Linked DNA regions of Anas platyrhynchos: region 1 is linked to region 2. Evidence: chromatin contacts called from public Hi-C data. All regions are on one chromosome and are shown on one strand. The core of a region is the stretch at or near the end of the contact, and the rest is flanking DNA. Distances in the headings are between cores, read along the strand shown.

Region 1 (3,944 bases), core at 1,344-3,843, 150 kb before region 2:
CCGGCCTCTGCCTTCCCTTGGTAGCACCTAGGGGGTCTTGCCAGGGGTTTTGGGGGTGAATGAGGCTGGCACCATCCCTGGGTATTCGCCTTTCCAGCAAAGCCCCCCTGCTGCTGCGGGGGATAAGCACCGCAGCCAGGCTTGCCTCATGCCCGGGGAATGGTTGGAAATGCAGCCAGCCTCGCCAGAGACAGCTGTCGAAAAATTGAGGCTGTTTTCTCCCCAATAATCTGTTTTCAATTTCTTCGGCAGCCCTCTGAGCCAAGAACAGAACAAAACAAGAGCTCCAGGAGATCCTATAGAATATTAATTGGGCTGGGGCCCTGGATTAGGCGAATTAAAGTGTCTCCAGACGTTCCCAGCTCGAGGCAGGGAGGATCGCTTTCTCTGCAGACATTCCTTGCTGGAGCAGGAGCCCGTGCCCAGTCTGCCTGGGGCAGCGGCCAGGCAGACCCCGGGTGCCCCCCCAGCACCATCCCCAATGGGACCGGGCACAGGGATGAGGGGATGAGCCCCCTGCTCCTCTCCTCTCCTTCACCTGCCTTTCTGTCCCTTCCTGCTGCTTCTCCCTGGTGCAGCACCCCACGCAATAACCCCGGTGCCTGGCAGTAATAGCTACATGGGCTGCCCGTGATACAGCGGCTGTCAGTGCCAAGAGATTTGGGGGGTAGGAGAGATAATCCCCATGTCTCCAGCATCCTCGGGGGATGCTCCTGGCTCCCAGCAGATCAGATTGACTGGAGAGAGAGGCTGGGGAAGGCACACAGCCCAGACCGGCAGCCCTGTGAACCCCAAACCCCGATATCTGCTGGGTTTGACAGCACGGGGTGACAGAGACGTCAGCAAATGTGCCCAGGTGATGCTACAGGTGTCACTGAGGGCCCTCATGGCCCTGACCAGCCTCACCTGAGTCCCCACAGCGCAGCCCAGGAGCTCTATTTAAGCTCATCTCAGGACCTTGTTTTTTTTTTGGGCTGTGCAGGAGGGGTGCTGCTCTGCAGCTCAGCCTGGCCTTGGGGACCTTGAGCCTGACCCTAACCTGCTGTCTTCCTGGCACGGTGCTAGCCATGCCCCATCACTCAGGACCTGCAGATGGACTGCCTGGCTCACCGTGGGACCTGCCACGTTGTGGTGATGCTCTGTGCTCTTGGTTGGCCCTAGCTGCCACCTCTGGGTTTGGGCACCCACCCATCTGTCTGCCTGGGGATGGAGGTGAAGGTAGGAACGGTGCTGGGCTCTTTACTTTTGTGCTTCAGGTGGTACTAAAAAGAGCAAGGAGCCCTTGGGGCTCTGGCAGTGCCGTGTACAGCCTGAGCTGGGTGCCTGGCTTGGAGCCTGTGATAACCCAGTGCTGCACCCTGCTGTGGTGGGGTTCAGACACGGGGTGCTTCCCCTGGTGCTGGGGTGCCCCATGCAGTGGCTCCCATGTCCTACTGCAGCCCTGCTCCCCTCCAAGGCAGTGCCTGGCCACGGCAGGGCAGGAGGGCATCACACCGAGCTGTAGGGTGTCATACAGAGCAATACGAGGTGGGGAAGGAGAGGGGGGCTCTAGTTATGAAGAGGAGGCAGTAACTGGGCAGTGCTAATTCCTGCTGGGTAGGCACAGGCCCGGCCCCATCGCAGAGCTGCCAGCTGTGCTTCTCTGGCATTGACAGAGGCAGGACATATATCTTCAGACACCATCATTTTTTTTTAGGATTTTGTGGTTTGGGGTGAAGCTCCAACCCATCAGAGGAGATCCTGTAACAGGTACCTGCCCATATCCCGCCCCACACGTTGCCACCCTCCACCACGCTGTGCAGGTGTTTGGGTGGTGTCCTGCACCAAGTGCTCAACCTCAGAGAGAAAAGCAACGCGTTCTGCAGACCTTGAAGCAGGAGCGTGTTGGTCACCCACAGATGGTCAAAATACTCCAAAGCTGCTGTAATTAGCCCACAGGGAAAGGAGGTACCACTCCTGATACCATCCACAAACCAACGTCCAGAGGAGGAAACGAAGAGAGTGTAGCTTAATTTTCTCAAAGATAAGTTTCCAAGGGACAGAGATGATAGCAGTGCAGGGCCTGAATACCAGATTAGGCTCAAGGCCAGCGCTTTATAGCACAGCAAACTGGAGGAAAAAAACAAAAAGCCTTTAACAAACTCTGACCTGATATGCAGTAGGAGGAAGAATGTGGCATGGATCACATAAAACATGATCACATAAAATATTAACAGCAAGCCAGAAAACATGGTGACTCACAACTAAGTATGTTAATTGTAAGTGTTTTCATCAAATCTACTGTTATCTCAGCCCTTTGAGCCCCACGTTGGGCATCAAAAAGGAGTCAATCCATCCCAGCCAGGCCCAGTACACAGCCCCATGCCGAATGCTGGGAGGGGGGGCTGGGAGCCCAGTTAAACCCCGTGCAGAATTACAAAGTTGATTGCGTGGAGCCCTGGGGAAAAAAAATCGGCCTCCATCAAGAGCTCCCTTGACACGGCTCGGGAGGGCTGAGGGGTTCAGCAGGAGATGGGGGCCCCCGGGTCCTGCCTGCTGGGGCCCCTGGGCTTTGGGTTGTGCTGCTGGGGATGCAGCTGCGATGTTCCGGAGTGGCTGAGGGGGGCAATGTTACTCCGTGCTCGCTGCTCCGGCCCGACAGAAGCATCCTGGAGGATTTGGGGCTGGGTGAGAGCATTTTCTTTTTTCCATAGCAGGAGTGGGGATTTGTGGTGCTGACCTCCAGCCCCGCAGGCTGCCGGAGGGGTGCTGTCCTCAGGGCAACTCTGTCCTTCGGTGGCCCTGGTGGCAGAATACGGCTGAGCGCTGATAATCCAATTACCTGGCGTATGCCGGGGTTGCTCAATGTGTGCAGATAACCCCAGGCACACAGGGTGTCCTGCTCTGGAGGAGGTTGGCTTGCTGTGGGTGGCTCTCAGGTGTGCACGCAGCAGCCTGGAGAGGTTTTGTGCTGTTCGTGTCACCCTGCCCTGTGCAGGGACTGCGGGTGGTGCTGGGGTGTGAAGCCTGAGCAAGCTCTTTTAGGCCTGGAGTGGTTGGGGAGCATGGAAGTTCACTCCCAAGGCAGCCCTGGATAATGGGAGGAAGAGCTGTGGGAGCACCGTGGGGTTTGGTCTGCAGAGCTTTGCCTACGTGTAAAAGTGCACAAGCCTCAGCTCCCTGGGCCCCATCCTGCAGAGATAAAATCAGCCGTGTGCCTCCTGATCACTTGTTCAGAAATGGGTTTGAATAGCGATGCGTTCAGCAGCCACAGCTGGGCTAGCGCTTAGCTGCAGGAGCTGCATTTGAGCTGCTCTGTGAGCGCCCCGCTCCTCACAGCATTTCCTAGCGTGCAGGGAGGGGACCTGGCTCCCTTCCTCCTGCTCCTCCCTGCGAGCAGGATGGTCCTGGCGTGCTGTGGGGCTGAGTAGGCACCATCCTGGGCACGGTGCTGCTGCTCCTGGGCAGGTTTGGCCCACAGGGGAGCTCTGGTTCTGGAGATGCAGAGAGCCACAGCGCAGACACCCCGGGCTGCAGGCTCCGTGTGCTGCTCTCACCTGCAGTGCTGAGGGCTCCGTGTGATGCAGAGCTGGAGGAGAGCAGGCTGCTGCTGGCCTGGGATAACCTGTGGCTCCGAGCAGGCCTTGGAGGTGTTTCCAGGTCTGAAGCACTGCCAGACCCACACCGCTGCTCTTCTCCTTGGCACAAAGCAGTGACATTGTTTCCCTGCCTTTTCTCTGCTGCCTCTCCCCCAAATCCATGCTGTGCCAGTGTCCTGGGGTCCTGGAGCTGCTTTTTGGCCCAGGAGATGTCCAGGACAGGTCGCAATACCTCAGCATGGCCTGATGCCCAGTGCAAGTTGGCTGTTTTATCCGTAATCCACTTAGAGGATGAGCTCGCAGCTCCCCACGTGGCTCTGCAGGTGTCTGTGCCCCCATGGGCTTGTTGTCACCCAGCTGGGCACC
Region 2 (3,695 bases), core at 57-2,556:
CCCCCCCCCACCACCCTCCCCCGCGGTGCCTTGCACAGGACTGGGATTTCCAGGCTGCTGCAGCAGTGCCAGGGCAAAATGTTCCCAGCACGGGGCCGTGTCCCAGGGTCGCTCCCTGCTCCGGGAGGCGCGGGGGTCCCGCGGCCCCCAGCTGCAGGGTGGTCCCGGGCTCAGCCTTTGTCTGCACGCCCGCCACACGAGAGAGGGTCGGGAGCGAACACAAAGCAGAGGCGTCTCCCGCTGCAAAGCCTGGTCTCAGGGCCACAGCAGGATTTGGCTGAGCCCCCCCCTCCCACATCCCTTCCCCAGGGAGATGCTGTTGAAACGCAGAAATGCGGGTACAAAAGAGCTGACCCGGCACACGCCGCTCCCCTTGCCAGCCTGGGGAAATAGCTGCTGGCTCTTCCCCGAGCCCCCTCCTCCCGAGGCAAGGGTGAGCCCTGGATGCTGGAGGTGATTCTTCCCGAGAAGCCGGCCGAGCGCTTTACCTTTTGGGAGCTGAAGGACTGGGTCCAGTGGTACAAAACCAGCCTGTCCTGGGCTTTGAGAGCGGGATCTGTCGGATCCTGATTTTCCTCCCCATCCTTGCCTTTCCCCGCGTCGTTTTCCAGAGCCGAGATGGGCCACCAGCTGCAGTTGGTGGGAGTGACATTATTGGGAGTCGCCATGACAGCCTGCGAGCGGAGGGGGACGATGGAGGAGCCGCGCTAGCCCAGCATCACATGGGCTCCCGCCAGCAGCATCACTCCCGGGGCAGCTCCAGCTCCCTGCGCCCCGGCGGGCACGGCGTGGGCACGGCGTTGGCGCGGGTGGACGCGCAGCCCCACGGCTCCTGGCTGCGCTCCCTGGGGAGCAGGCACGCTCGCAGCATCGCCACGATGGGCGAGGTGGCGCCGGGGGCTCCCGCTGCACGCCTGCTGGCTCAGCAATCCGGGGCAGCTCCGAGCCTCGATGTTTCCCAGCAGGGGTTAAAGGGTTTTCGCTGTCGTAGGTAGGGCTGATGGGTGATAAATGGCTTCAGCTGCGGATGCCGGCTTTAAAATGTCCAGCGGGCGTCTTGCCTGCTTTACAGCCTTGAATGGAAAGCAGCAGCAATGGTTCTTTATGGATATTCAGTGCTTTTGGGAGAGCACGAGTCTATTCCTGGCTAACGGGTGTTGTTAGGGGCTATTTCACAGTTGCAAGGTGGGACAAAGCTGTATGGCTGCGGGGTTTGTGCACTTGGGAAGCCGAGGGGTCCCTGTGGCTGTTGCCCTCTGTGCGCTGCAGGCGTCCCAGCAGGGATTTGCACACAAGCATCCCAGCAGAGATTTGCACGCCCTTGTGTGGCCAGCTGGCACCTTTATGCACGCGCCAGCCTGGCAGCCTGGTGGTTTGGTGGCGCTTGGCCTCGTCACGCTCCTGCTCCATCTGGCTGGGGGCAATTCCCCGCGGGTGGGACTGGCTGCCAGAGAGAGGAGCAGTTTTGGGGGGTACTGGCTCTCCCCTTGGTGTCAGGACGTCCTGCTCCCAGGTGATGGGTGCCAGGGCTGCAAAACCTTGTTGGTGGCCTTTGCTGCTGCCAACCGAGCAACTTGGTGGCTGGGGAAGGAGCCGGCCCCAGCGCCGAGCTGCGTGGTGCTGTCTGTACTCGGCTGTCCCTGCTGCTGGCAGGCAGCATCCTCTGGGGATCCTGACACAGGGAAGGGGCATCTCTGGCTGTAGAAAAGGGAAGGAATCGCTTGGGAGAACCAGAACCGTTTCCTCCTGCGGGTCGGTGTCTGGCAGGCTCCATCTAGTGGCACGTTTGGTGCTGAAGCTGCTGCGCAGCTGGGAATGGAGCAAGGAGCACCCTCTGCATCCCTCGTGTCCTGCGGGTCTGCGGCCCCTCTGAGTGCGTTCATTTACCCAGCGCCTTGCTGGCCAGAGCAAAATCCCAAATCCTTGCTTGCCAAACCGAGCAAAAGGGCAGGATCGGTGCGGGCGCCTTTAGCGGGGCCTGACCTTGCCTGACCTTGCCATCGTCCTGGCCCCAGCTCCACGCGGAGCTGCAGAACTCAGCCACAATCTTTTTTCTTTTTTCTTTTTCTGGGTGTCCTGATTCAGCGTCTGCCGAGGTAAAGCTCAGCCAGGGCTCGGTTTGGCTTCTGTAAGGTGAGAAATAAATGTCATCGATCCCAGGTGCCCTTCTGCACCAGGCTTCGGCTGAACTGGCCCTGAAATCAGATAGGCAAGTCGCTTGTAAAATGCTGCGGGTGGAGGGGGGATGCTGAAAAAACACGTCCTGGTGCTGCTGATGTAGGAGGGACGGCGTTAGGGCGAGAGGGACAATATTTGTGGGCTCCAGCTGGCATCAGGTTCCTCCAGACAAGCTCTCCTGGCCTTCGGGCAGCCCTCTGGGAGCAGGCAGACCGCAGTGAAGGATTGCCTCGATTGCCTCTGGTTTTATCGACGTTATGCTGCTGCGGGTAGAGGAATGGCAAGGAACGGGGTGTCACAGGGGACACCCCCTGTCCAGTCCCATCAGCAGGTGGGTCTGAGGGCTGCAGCGCTGGTCAGGGCAGCGGTGCTGTGCAGACGTTCCCAGACCAGGTGCTGTTTGCTAAAAAAGTCTGAGTTTCCAGTGAGAGTTTCCAGGCTGCAGGCCTCACTGGATGTTTAAATACTCTCACAAATAGCAGTTCGGGCAGGATATGCCACCACTGAGCTTTTGCCTCTTTTTTTTTCTCCCTCTAGCTACTAGTTATCCTGCCTTGCAAGGAACTCCATGGAAACGTGTCCAGAGAACCCTTCCTCTCACCCAGTCTTGTGGCAATTTGAATTCACCTCTCGCCTCCCTAAACTCCTGGATGTATCTTGGACTTGCTGAACTTCCTATTTCCTTCCTTCCCCAGGCACATCGGGCCTTTGAAAGAGGGGATGGAAACAAAACATGGAAAAGAAAATTAGCACTTTCAAAGTGTTAATCCTTTGAAAAACAGCAGCAACAAATTAATTAAGTACCTACACATCCCTCTTCCTCCTTCCTAACTCAGAGGTAGGTAAGGGAGATATGGAAGACAAAACTTAGGAATCAGTTACCTTGAGAGCACCAGCCACTATTGCTTGCTAAGTAACTGTATGAAGTGGCAAAGCTTAAGAGCGAAGTAAGGTTTAATGGTATTCTCACATAAATTTACTTGGATTTCTTAAAAACTTTTCACCTGAATTTAGCAGAAGCATAGCGTAGACTTTAGGGATGACCAGAATAAAATCAGAAAGCAATCACCTGGAACGTCTGTGACTTCTCTAGCACAGAATGCAAGGCCAACAATCTGTTACCTATTTGTATACAACTACTTGCAGTTCCTTGGCTTGCTGATCACTGATCTTGAGACGTGTAAGTAAAAATTGCACTATTTTACTTGAATGCAGCTGTTTAGCATGTGCTTGCCTCCGACACTGAAAGCAGACTTTTGGTTATTTCTAAAAACAAAGCAAAACCAACCCATTATCCTGGGGGAAAATGAGTGTAAATCAAATTATTCAGGCTTTAATTTGTAGGGTTTTGACAAACATTTATTAATGCAAGTCTCAGCAACAATTTTCTTTTTATTTCAGTATTTTCAACCAGATGGAATGTTATAGCTCTACACCACAAAGCCTGTATGATACACAATCCTTGCTTATCCCAGCTCCAAACTGCTTTGTGTATCAAACATGCACAAACTGTGTAT

The links. Hi-C and Micro-C count contacts between places; a contact is called where the count stands out from the background.
Region 1: a contact with region 2 is called in a Hi-C map of subcutaneous adipose tissue, with 2.2 times the contacts expected there. The contact joins the promoter of ADA here to the promoter of GDAP1L1 in region 2. A contact is called at or near these places in 2 of 8 Hi-C or Micro-C datasets (liver and subcutaneous adipose tissue).

The regions. Positions count from the first base shown.
Region 1 is chr21:4,609,782-4,613,725 of IASCAAS_PekinDuck_T2T, reverse strand. ADA (adenosine deaminase) reads left to right here and starts at 2,593. Exons shown (of 11, transcript XM_072026547.1): 1 at 2,593-2,667. The coding sequence starts at 2,608.
Region 2 is chr21:4,453,917-4,457,611 of IASCAAS_PekinDuck_T2T, reverse strand. It overlaps GDAP1L1 (ganglioside induced differentiation associated protein 1 like 1), which reads right to left and starts at 1,306. Exons shown (of 6, transcript XM_005016360.6): 1 at 489-1,306. The coding sequence starts at 668. LOC113839641 (a long non-coding RNA gene) reads left to right here. Exons shown (of 3, transcript XR_003492173.3): 2 at 2,716-3,695. LOC101798558 (oxidative stress-responsive serine-rich protein 1) reads right to left here. Exons shown (of 4, transcript XM_038166416.2): 4 at 3,553-3,695.